Regions from separate parts of the Podarcis muralis genome. Here region 2 is linked to region 1. A link is a contact called in public Hi-C data. All regions are on one chromosome and are shown on one strand. The core of a region is the stretch at or near the end of the contact, and the rest is flanking DNA. Distances in the headings are between cores, read along the strand shown.

Region 1 (5,756 bases), core at 998-3,497:
TCTCCCTGCTTATTTAACTTATATGCAGAATTCATCATGCGAAAGGCTGGGCTGGATGAATCCCAAGCCGGAATTAAGATCGCCGGAAGATCAACAACCTCAGATATGCAAATGACACAACCTTGATGGCAGAAAGTGAGGAGGAATTAAAGAACCTTTTAATGAGGGTGAAAGAGGAGAGCGCAAAATATGGTCTGAAGCTCAACATCAAAAAAACGAAGATCATGGCCACTGGTCCCATCACCTCCTGGCAAATAGAAGGGGAAGAAATGGAGGCAGTGAGAGATTTTACTTTCTTGGGCTCCATGATCACTGCAGATGGGGACAGCAGCCACGAAATTAAAAGACGCCTGCTCCTTGGGAGAAAGGCGATGGCAAACCTAGACAGCATCTTAAAAAGCAGAGACATCACCTTACCAACAAAGGTCCGTATAGTTAAAGCCATGGTTTTCCCAGTAGTGATGTATGGAAGTGAGAGCTGGACCATAAAGAAGGCTGATCGCCAAAGAATTGATGCTTTTGAATTACGGTGCTGGAGGAGACTCTTGAGAGTCCCATGGACTGCAAGAAGATCAAACGCATCCATTCTTCAGGAAATCAGCCCTGAGTGCTCACTGGAAGGACAGATCCTGAAGCTGAGGCTCCAATACTTTGGCCACCTCATGAGAAGAGAAGACTCCCTGGAAAAGACCCTGACGTTGGGAAAGATGGAGGGCACGAGGAGAAGGGGACGACAGAGGACGAGATGGTTGGACGGTGTTCTCGAAGCTACAAACATGAGTCTGACCAAACTGTGGGAGGCAGTGGAAGACAGGAGGGCGTGGCGTGCTCTGGTCCATGGGGTCACGAAGAGTCGGACACGACTAAACGACTAAACAACAACAAATATTGCTGTTTTTAAAATCAGTATCAGTAATATGCACATATTAGCAATGCAATTCACATTACATGAAAAACAAACTTTCGATTGATTTCTCCTAACCCTATAAATGCAAAAGGCTGCACAACATGATACTTGGCATGTCCTACTTGCCCCTAAAGGACCTACTTTAGTAAACATGTTTAGGATTCCAGTAAAAGTCACAAACTGAGCTACTTGCATTGAATAGCTCAAACTGCACAAGTTGGTGATTTAGGCAGGAATCCTGTGCATGCTTACAAACACAGAATTTACTTCGGAATAAGTGCACATAGCTAAAATGTATTTATAGTGGCTTAAATTATTTGTTGGTAAGTGCCTGTCCTTCTGAGGTCTGTGTCTGCAATCTAGGGAAGCCTCAAAAACACCTCATGGGAATTACTTTTTCATATAAGAGTGACTGTTTATTCTGCTATTATCATATAATTAAATAATTTTGCTGTAGATATTTCACTGGATACATTTTAAATAGCATTAGCATTTATTATTTGTTGAGCAGCTGTATTTACTTTTATGTCATTGCCATTATCTATGTTAAATCTGGCTGTATATGATTTGTTAATATGGCAAAACAGCATCTTGAGACACCTATGTGGCTTGAAGCCCAAACTGAACCTCTTTTGACTAATAGGATTTATCTCCAAGTAAATAAATATGGGTTTAGAATTCCGACCTAATGCACTAAACATAGTTACTCAAGAGTAAGGCATGCTGAGGTGAGCTCCAGCCTATGGGTGTTTGCCCGAAAGTAAGTTAGCTTGAATTCAAAATAATTACTCCCAAGCCTCGGCCTGTAAAGCGAGATGAGCGCCGCAACCCGAGAGTCGTCTGCGACTGGACTTAACTGTCAGGGGTCCTTTACCTTTAAATCTGATTTACGATGCAGGAGTAGCAACCTGCTCCACCGTGGTATCTTTGCAAAAAGCTAAGAGTCGCGCACGGCCTAAATTTCAAATCTGGGGTGCGTGTGAGATGATACATTATTAAATCCAGTGGTGTCCTGCTGTTTTATTGCGATTGTATCTTATGTTTTTAATAGATTTTTTAGATTTTTAATTCTATTAATGTTCAATTGTTTTTAACGATTGTTTCCCCCCTATGTTTTTAGGTGTTCTTCTTTTATGGGCGAGTTGCCCTGAGTCCCTGTTAGAGTCAAAGGCAGAGGATAAATATAAGAATAACACGTTTTACACTAGAACATAAAATGGGATCGTTCTATCCCTTCGTATCTCTATGATATCCTAGATACTTGTTAGAGAACAAGGGCCCCACTTCCGTTTTAGACCGGAAAAGCTCACTAGTGCTAGAGCGGCGCTTTCTCTCACCGAGTCTCTCTGACCCGTCGCCTCGCGGGAATCCCGGGGCGGAGCTAGGTACGAAGCGGCACCGGAAGGAGAGGTCGAAAAGTCTCGCTCCTAAGCCGGAAGCCGTCTGCACGTGTTGGCCGGCGCTTCCCCATCCCGGGTCCAGGCATGGAGCTGCTTCACCCGCCACGCGTGTCCGCGCTCTTGGCCTACCGCTCCGCCGTGCAAGTCGGGGACCGGGAGCTGCCGCCGCGCCCGAGGCACGGGGTGTCCGTCTCGCTGAGGCGCCACAAGGCCAAGAAGCGGCCCTCTAAGAGGGCGCTGGCCGCCGAGGACTGCGCGGAGGTACCAGGGGCCGCCAACGGGGAGCCGCCCAGGGATGCTCGCCCCGTCCCGGATGCGGCCGTGAAACTGGCGAAGAGACGGAGAATGAATTCGAACTCCAGGGATGCGGCAGCGGCGGCCTCCAAGCGTGGGCGCGGCCTGGCAAGCGGAGAAAGCCCTGCTCCAGCACCCCATAAGGAAAAGAAGGCGCCTTCCCCCCAGCGTCCTTTTATGGGCTGCCCACTCCAGCGCCTCCTCCAAGAGCTGGGGCAAGTTCAGCATAGCCGGCAGCGAGCCGCCAAACTCTTCGAGTGGCTCATCGCTCCCACTTCGCCTCGTCACTTCTTTGACCGGTACTGGGAGAAGAAACCTCTCTTGCTCCAGAGGCACAATCCAGGTTATTACCAGGGCCTCTTCTCTACAGCAGAGTTTGATGCCATCTTGCGTGACAGCGATGTTCGGTTCGGCGTCAACTTGGACGTGACCAGCTACGAAGATGGGAAGAGGGAGACGCACAATCCGGAGGGCAGGGCACTGCCGGCTGTGGTGTGGGATTTCTACAGGAATGGCTGTTCCCTCAGGATGCTAAACCCCCAGGCTTTTTCTTTCACCCTCTGGCAGTTCCTCTCCATCCTCCAGGAGCAGTTCAACAGCATGGTGGGAGCAAACACTTACTTGACCCCTGCTGGTACACAGGGCTTTGCTCCTCACTATGATGACATTGAAGCCTTTGTGATCCAGCTGGAAGGAAAGAAGCATTGGCGGGTTTACAGCCCGAGGAAAGAGGCGGAGGTGTTGCCTCAGTTTTCGAGTAGCAACTTTAGCCAGGAGGAGATTGGAGAACCCATTCTGGAGACTGTATTAGAAGCTGGAGACCTGCTCTATTTCCCCCGCGGGTTTATCCACCAAGGCGACTGTCTCCCAGATGCACATTCCCTCCATATAACAGTATCCTCGTACCAGCGAAACTCCTGGGGAGACCTGTTAGAAAAGCTCCTTCCTGCAGCACTGCAGATGGCCATTGAAGAGGATGTGGACTATCGCCGTGGGCTACCCACAGACTACCTGGAATACATGGGAGTCCTGAACTCGGATGTTGTTGATCCTCGCCGAGATGCCTTTATGCAAAAGATCAGAACACTAATAACCAAACTAATGGATTTTGCACCAGTTGATGCTGCTGTGGATCAAAAAGCCAAGGCTTTTCTTCACGACTGCCTCCCGCCAGTGCTGACTGAGAGTGAAAAGGCATTGAGTGTGTATGGACATCCAGCACGGTGGGAAAATGGAAATGTCCAAAATCTTGATGTCCAGTTGAAGAAAAAGACACAGGTACGGCTGCTTCAGTATGGAATTGTCAGATTGTGCAACGAAGGAGATGCCACATTGCTGTATTATACTACAGAAAATTCAAGGGTGTACCACAAGGAGGAGCCCAAATATTGTGAAATAGAGCCTGAATATGCAGATGGTATTGAATTTTTGCTTTCTTCCTACCCAAAGTATGTTAGTGTGGAAGACCTTCCTTGTGCTACGCTGGATGACAAAATTGCCTTGGCCGCAGTCTTATTTGAGAAGGGATTGTTGATTACTAAGAACCCTCTGTTGCCTGTATAACATGTTAAATATGTTCAAAATAAATGTGTTAGAAGAATACTCTTCTATTGTACTTACTAGTATATTTAAGATAGCAATCCAAACCTCTGAGAACTTCCTGCTTGGACATTGAAAGCTTTCTGGATAGGAAAAAAAAATACCTGTTAGTCTGACTACAAACAGATTGATGCTATCTGCCTATTAAAATGCAGAATTGTGTACACAGTAAAGTACATCTGGTCCAGAGTCAGTCAACATGACACCCTCCAGATGTTGCTAAGCACCATCTCCCTTCTGCCCCACCCAGCATAGCCAATGCACAGAGATGATGGGTGTTGTACTCTAGTGACATTTGGATGCCATCAAATTGGCTACCCAGAACAACACTGTTAATTTGTAAGCCAGCTCTTTTTTATTTGTAGATCAGATTAAGGGTGATGAAGGCCTTCATTTCAATGAAGTTTGCAGAAGTGCAAATAAGTTTCTTTTCCTTTGGCAAGATAAGATCATCCCATATTTAAGTATAATAAATACAATATTTCTAACGGGGATGTTTAAATTGTGTGTTTGATTAGAAATTAAAATATACAGTGACTGTATCTAATACAACTGGTAGCCATAAATCTGTGTGCACACAGAAATGTGGCTAGGTGACAGTTTAATTACACAACATTTCTATAAATTCATTCATCCTAATCCTGCATATTTTACAGGTGCAGGATCCTAAACTGTTTGAATATGGAACACTTATTTCTGTAAAGCAAAACAAAACCTACCAAGGATAGTGAATGCTTTTTTGTTTTGGTGTAGATAAGCATTTCAACATGACACATAGAAGCTAAGCTGTCAATTAAAAGCAGTGTTTTAACACAATGAGTACATCAACACTGGATTTTTTAAAAAGCTGATCAAAGCAGCCTTAGCAAAATGGACAGATTTCAATTTCTCATACACTTATGTGGACAACTTCATATCTATAGGACCTACTCCTGCAGCTACACTTGACTTTCTGTGAAATGTTGTTATTACCCATCCTTCATCATAAAGCCCTAGAGCAAGTTGCAGGAACAAAAAAAATGTACAATTTAGTAAATTCTTCCCAAAAATGAGGTTTGCATCCAGAGCTGAATTTAAATGCATTGCAGAATACAAGCCTCACCTTTGGCAGGAATCTTTGTATCCATGCCTTGAACTAAAATGAGAATGCTCCTGATCCTTCCTTTGAAGTGGAATTGCCTTACATCATATGTCACATGACCTGACAGCTGTGTGGACTGCCCCTCCCAAAAGTGGTCTCGTGATGGTGAACCAGTACTGGAATCAGCCTGCCAGCCAGATCCAGTTCCCCACCCCTACTTTAAAGTTTGTGCCAAGCACCCTTTCTGAAAAAAGAAAAAAATAAATATGCAAAAGCAAATGAGCATTCTACCAAACTGCTTTCCCCACCACCCTGATTTACCAGTGAAAATATCTTGAACAACATCAAGGAAGATGTCCCTTATTGAACGGTACGCAAAGACGTCTCCCTTCTCTCGATAGATGCGGTGGGCTTCCTGCCACGTGTTCTTTGTTATCTCCTTAATCTTGAGCACTTTCTCAATTACCAAGTCTTT
Region 2 (5,767 bases), core at 1,526-4,025, 200 kb before region 1:
CTAACTAATCAAAGAACAATAAAAACCTGAATAATAATGGTTTGTTCTACCACAACCCTTCACAAAAAGGGAAAGGGCCATAACTGGATCCTAGCGTTTCCAGGCAGGATCCAGCTGAACTGGAGAGTTGCTGTCAGGCATTTCTCAATCTGATGCCCTTCAGATGTGTGAGATGATGACTCCTGTCATCTGCTGATCATTGACCATGCTGTCTGAGGGTGATGGTTTAGAGTCCAATCTGGAGGGGAAGCCTATGCACAATGAACAAGTGGCCTGACTGCTATAAAGCAGCTTCTATGGTTGGTTTATCGAAAAAGCAACACTGCACACTTGAAAATGAGAATGCATGCTTGATATGTATGGATATACAGTGCTAAATTAGCAACAACAGTGCAGCAATAAAAGGTAAAGCCAAAGTTAGCTGCATGGCTCCCTGGAGTTGATGTTGTTGGTAACATTAATCTCATCATCAAAATTAACAATTTGCATCCTAACCAGCAAAAAACAAGTCGAGAGCAACAAAAATTACAACAAAAATTAATTTTAATGTACGTAACTCCCAACCGTCTGCTGAAACATAACGTTTTTAACACAGAATTGACCTGATAGTGTCTTTTATTGGTCCCTTTTTTTAGCAGACATGTAACTCGTGTAACTTGTGTATTTGTTTTGAAACTACTGATGTTACCTATGTTTGATAACATTTTCTGTCTTCTTGTTTTCAAAGTTTTATTTCACTGGCATTTTATTACAACTATATTCTATGAAAACCACATGGGAGTTTTTATTATTAGCATATGCATCTTGTAAAACATAAATAAATAGATCGGGGGGGGGGGGGAATAGTTCATCATCCCAACTTGGCCATGCATGCATCTGATGGGAGTTTGATACCAGCAACATCTGCAGCACCATAAGTTCCCCATAACTTATTTTATATAAAAAGTTTTTCAAGGTGTGTATTAACACAAGGATATTGGTTTATAAGAGGTGCTGAGATAATAACCTAGCTCAGGGTTTTCAAATGCCTTGGACTACACTTTGCATCTCCAGCCAGCATGGCCAGTAGTTGGAGATTATGGGAACTGTAGTCCAAAATTTAAGTTTCTGCAGTGTCTTCCAAGTTGTGGGACCCTTGATTGTATGCTCCTCACTTTAAATCAGGGTAGATTTGTCTAGCTGACAGTTGGGCCAAGTTCACACACTAGTAGTCACAGCTGTAGCAACATAAACTGGATACCTTGTACATCTTATAACAAAGCTTATCTAAAACTATGAAGGCAGTCCTTATTCCCAAACTCAAAAGGTATTGTAGGTTAGGATGTTGGAAAGCCATGAGGCTTGTTTGTACATTAAGTTCTTGCATTCATGAAAATCACCACTACGAACAATCTACAGAGTTACATGTAAACAGCCTTGTATCGATTGTGAAAAGTCAGGAGCCTTTGCTTGTCGGAGTAAAGCAGGGGTCAAATCCCCAGTTAAGCATGAAGCTCACTGGATGACCTTGGGCCCCTCACTGTCTCTCAGCCAAACCCACCTCACAGGATTGTGAGGATAAAATGAAGAGAGGAACCATATACACTACCCTGAGCTTGGAGGAAAGGGGGTGGGGTATAAACGTAATAATAAAATGAAATAAACCTTGCCTCATAGGGCAAATGTAGCAAGTGGCAGAGGTAAGATAACTAGTGGCTGTGGCTCCTTCTAAACTGCTAAGGGAGTTGTAATCCTCTGCACACTACTTGAAAGTAATCCTAACTGAATAGTATTTTAGTGTCAACATACATGTATACATAGGGTCGGGCTGCACAATAAAGTGGGTGTGTACCAAAGATGTTGACTTTGAAGACGCTGGAACTCAGGAAGAAAGGTAGAAATGCGCTAAGAGGAAGGCACGTTTGGCAAACCCTCACCACGATAAACTCCCACCCGGAAATCTACGTCCCCACTGTGGAAGGACGTCTGGATCGAGAACTGGCCTCCACAGTCACTTACGGACTCACTGTTAAGACCGTGTTCATGGAAGACAATCTTACTCGGCTACAAGTGATCGCCAAAGCATAGCTGTCAACTTTCATATTTGAAAATAAGACATCAGCAGCCTCACCTGTCCCGGGTCTACGGGATATCTAACAATCCAGGATAGCAGCGGGAAGCGGCGCTGGAATAAGGGAATTTCCCGCAAAAAAAGGGAAGGTTGACAACTATGCGCCAAAGAAGAAGAATCGCATGGGATCTACCCAAGAAAAAAGGAGCGACTTCTCTGTTGATCCTCCACGAACAGAGCTAGTATTTTCTCTCGGCCAAATTAAACCCAAAGCGCAGCCCTTCAGAAAGAACGCAGCTGGTTTTGAGCTTTAATGTATTTATTATCCCCCTTTTGCGCAAATACAACCTGACCAACCAGGCACCTACACTTCGGTGGAAGGCGGCGGGCGGGCGAGCGAGCGAGGACCTTTTAACTCAGGCAGCAGAATGCCTGGGCAGGCCTTGCTTCGAAGAGAAACGTGCAGATTAAAGCAACCCTTCTCCGAATTCAGCTGCTGCCTTTTTGGCGCAGCGGTTCCTGACGTCATCAGCCCCCGCCCGCTTCCTCCGGCGGCGGCTGCTGCTGGTGCAGCTGTTGTCGTTGCGCGGCCTCGCGCGCTCCTTCTGATAGACAGCTGCGGTCCGCCGAGGAGAAGCTCGGCTGCGCAGGCGCACCACCACCCCCGAGAGAGCCTGAGTGGGCGGGGACGAGGCGCCGACTCCCGAGGGGAGGGGGAATGGGGGCGGGGCTTCGACCGGAAGCGCCGTGCGTGTCGCGGGAGGAGGGGGTGGGAGGGAGGGGGTTGTGCTGTGAATTCGGGCCGGGAAGAAAACAAACCGGTGGGACCGGCTCCGAGGGGGGACAGGTAAGGAGAGGTGGGCCCGGGGCGGGGAGCTGCGAAGAGCGCGACGAGGAAAGCAGGCCCGTGAGGGGGAAAGGAAGCGGGGCTCCTCTTTCGGGGGGGGTGGGGGCCCTTCCCCTTCTCCTCGTCACGTCGCCCCTTCCTCACACGAGCGTTTCCGAGGGGAGTCATGGGACTCCGGAGCCAGCCTTCCCTCACACCTCCGTGGCCCTCTTTGTCTCAGATCAGAAAGGATGCCCCTCCCCACACGAAACCTCCTCCAGGCTTCAGACACTTTAAACAATACCGGCTGGAATCCCACCTCCCCGCCTTCGGGTGAAAATGCCCCGGAAAGAGGGCGGGTCTCCTCCAGCCACTCCCGCGGACCTCCAGTCCGTGTCGGAAGTGTGTTGAAATCTGAATTAAAGGGCACTCCTAGGCGTGTCTACTCATTAGTAAGCCTCGTTAAGTTTGTTGTTGTTTAGTCGTGTCCGACTCTTCGTGACCCCAGAGCACGCCAGGCACTCCTGTCTTCCGCTGCCTCCCGCAGTTTGGTCAAACTCATATTAGTAGCCGTCTCGCCCCTGTCGTCCCCTTCTCCTTGTGCCCTCAATCTTTCCCAACATCAGGGTCTTTTCCAGGGAGTCGTCTCTTCTCATGTGGTGGCCAAAGTATTGGCGCCTCAGCTTCAGGATCTGTCCCTCCACTGAGCACTCAGGGCTGATTTCCTTCAGAATGGATAGGTTTAATGGGATTTATTCCCGGGTAAAGGTGCGTAGGATCGCGCGACCTTAAGTGATTTTGAGCCTACAGCATAGCCAGAATGGACTTGGTGTGCTAGCAGTGGCTTTAGAAGCTCTGAGTGGTATTCTAAGTTTTACTCGGAGAGTAGACCACTGGAATTGATGGGATTAGTTGCGTTCATTAATTTCACTGAGCCTACTCTGAGTAAAGCTTAGTTGATTTTTACCCTCTGTGTCTTTTATAGTTGTACAGAATGTGGAAACTTGGAGCTTATGTCATCATGGGGATGTGGTAATGGGGAAATCTTTTGTCTGTTGAAAGTTCTCTTATGAGTTTTTTTTTTAAAAAAGGTGCTTTTTCCTTTGGCACAGTGTTACGATAGTACTGGACTGCTGTTTGTGTCCAGTTGTTTTCTGACTTATTTCAGAATAAAGACTAAGTGCTCCTTTTGAAGTATGTTAGCCAGTTCTTTTTTGCTTTCCACCAGAGGTCTTGAAGCCTCTAAACTGGTGCTTATCAATGAGATGCAGAAATATGCAGCGATGCACATAGTTCTGATTGGCTGTACTGATGAAATTTGGTCTTAGGTCTGCTCCCCCCTCCCCCTTTAAAAATAGAGTTTTGAGGAGATTATCTGATAGGAGAGGGTTGTAGATGACTTGGATGGTATAAGACCTTTTTTTAAAAAAAATCTAACCATATTAAAAATTGTAAAAAGTGCAAATCATTCGTATAGTCTGGATAGTAGAAAGTTGGACTTTCCCTTATTTCTTTGCATATTTGTCATATGTAAAGTAGGGTTCTATTTGGCATTGACAATGGAAATATGGGACCCAGCAGTGTAACTGGGGTATATTCCAAGCTAAGTAAGTAATATTCTAAGCACTCTTGGAAACAAATGAAAATGAGGTAATGCACAGAATTCCTTTTTAGTGCTTTTGAATTGGCCACAGCTCCTTCTAATTGCTATTACTATCACATTTCAAAAAAGTTGGCAGGACTATCATAATCTGTCTAGACTGTTCATGAATTGATTGGTTGCTAAGCAATGGATTATGTTTTCCTGTCATTTTGTTTCAGTGGTTTCCAATCAAATAATGTCTGTTAAGAGAACACTGCACAGGAACCTTGGTTAGTTCCAACCATGATTAATGTCACTGCTAACATAATAATTTGTTGTCACTTGAAGCTAGTTTGAAATCCTCTGTTAAGGAGGGCGCTAGTAGTTGCTATGTGTAGCAGCTAAGCACAACTAGGTCCAGCAAGACAAATTTGTGTTCTAGAAAGTAGAAAGGATTCAGTCCTGTGGTCCACTCCTGTGATTAATTTCCAAAAATTATAGTGCTCCCTTCATTGTAAAAATAATCTCGGGGTGAGTCACAATAATAGTAGAGCATCCACAACATAAAATTGATAATAGAATATTGCTAATATGCAAATTAGCATCTAAAAGAAGTACAGCAACCCTTAATGATACAACAGAAAACTACTACTACGACTTCTTTGGCGATCACTCGTAGCCGAGTAAGATTGTATTCCAAGAACACAGTTTTAACAGTGAGTCCATAAGTGACTGTGAATGCCAGTTCTGGATCCACACATCCTTCCACAGTGGGGACATAGGTTTACATACTGGTGTTGATCAGATAACAAGGTTGTGTCTGTACTGGTCTTGTGTTGTAAAGCATCTCTGTGCTGAAAATAAGTATCCAGAGAAATGTTCCTGTTTAAGAACAGATCATCTCTACCTGAAATAATAAAGCATTAATATGTTTTTAATCCTATTTACAACCTGTCATGCACTTTCTTCCTGTTTTTAAACCAGCTTCATTTCTCAGTTCCCTCCAATCATTCTAGTTTGTTTCCTTTAAAATTTAATTCTCATTCATTGTGCCATGCATGCAATAACTTCTAAAATCCACTTGGTCCACATGTGAGATATTTCTTAATAATTAATACATACATCCCTTGTAGTCAGAGGCTTTTTCTAGGTTGCTTCCACATAGTTTATGAAAGTTCAGTGGAAATACTACAGAAGAGAGTACCAACACTTCTTTCAAAGAATCAGTCTGAGTAAAGTATATCATTTATTTCATTAACAAATGTGAATAAAATTATGGACTCTTTTGTTTTTATAAGCATTGCAACAT

The links. A called contact is a pair of places that touch in the nucleus more often than the background predicts.
Region 2: a contact with region 1 is called in a Hi-C map of tail, with 3 times the contacts expected there. The contact joins the promoter of PSEN1 here to the promoter of RIOX1 in region 1. A contact is called at or near these places in 2 of 3 Hi-C or Micro-C datasets (blood and tail).

Annotation. Positions count from the first base shown.
Region 1 is chr1:45,356,970-45,362,725 of rPodMur119.hap1.1, reverse strand. RIOX1 (ribosomal oxygenase 1) reads left to right here and starts at 2,247. Exons shown (of 1, transcript XM_028724360.2): 1 at 2,247-4,203. The coding sequence starts at 2,392. The coding sequence ends at 4,164. HEATR4 (HEAT repeat containing 4) reads right to left here. Exons shown (of 18, transcript XM_077927362.1): 15 at 5,603-5,756; 16 at 4,222-4,283.
Region 2 is chr1:45,556,807-45,562,573 of rPodMur119.hap1.1, reverse strand. PSEN1 (presenilin 1) reads left to right here and starts at 2,775. Exons shown (of 11, transcript XM_077927404.1): 1 at 2,775-2,897.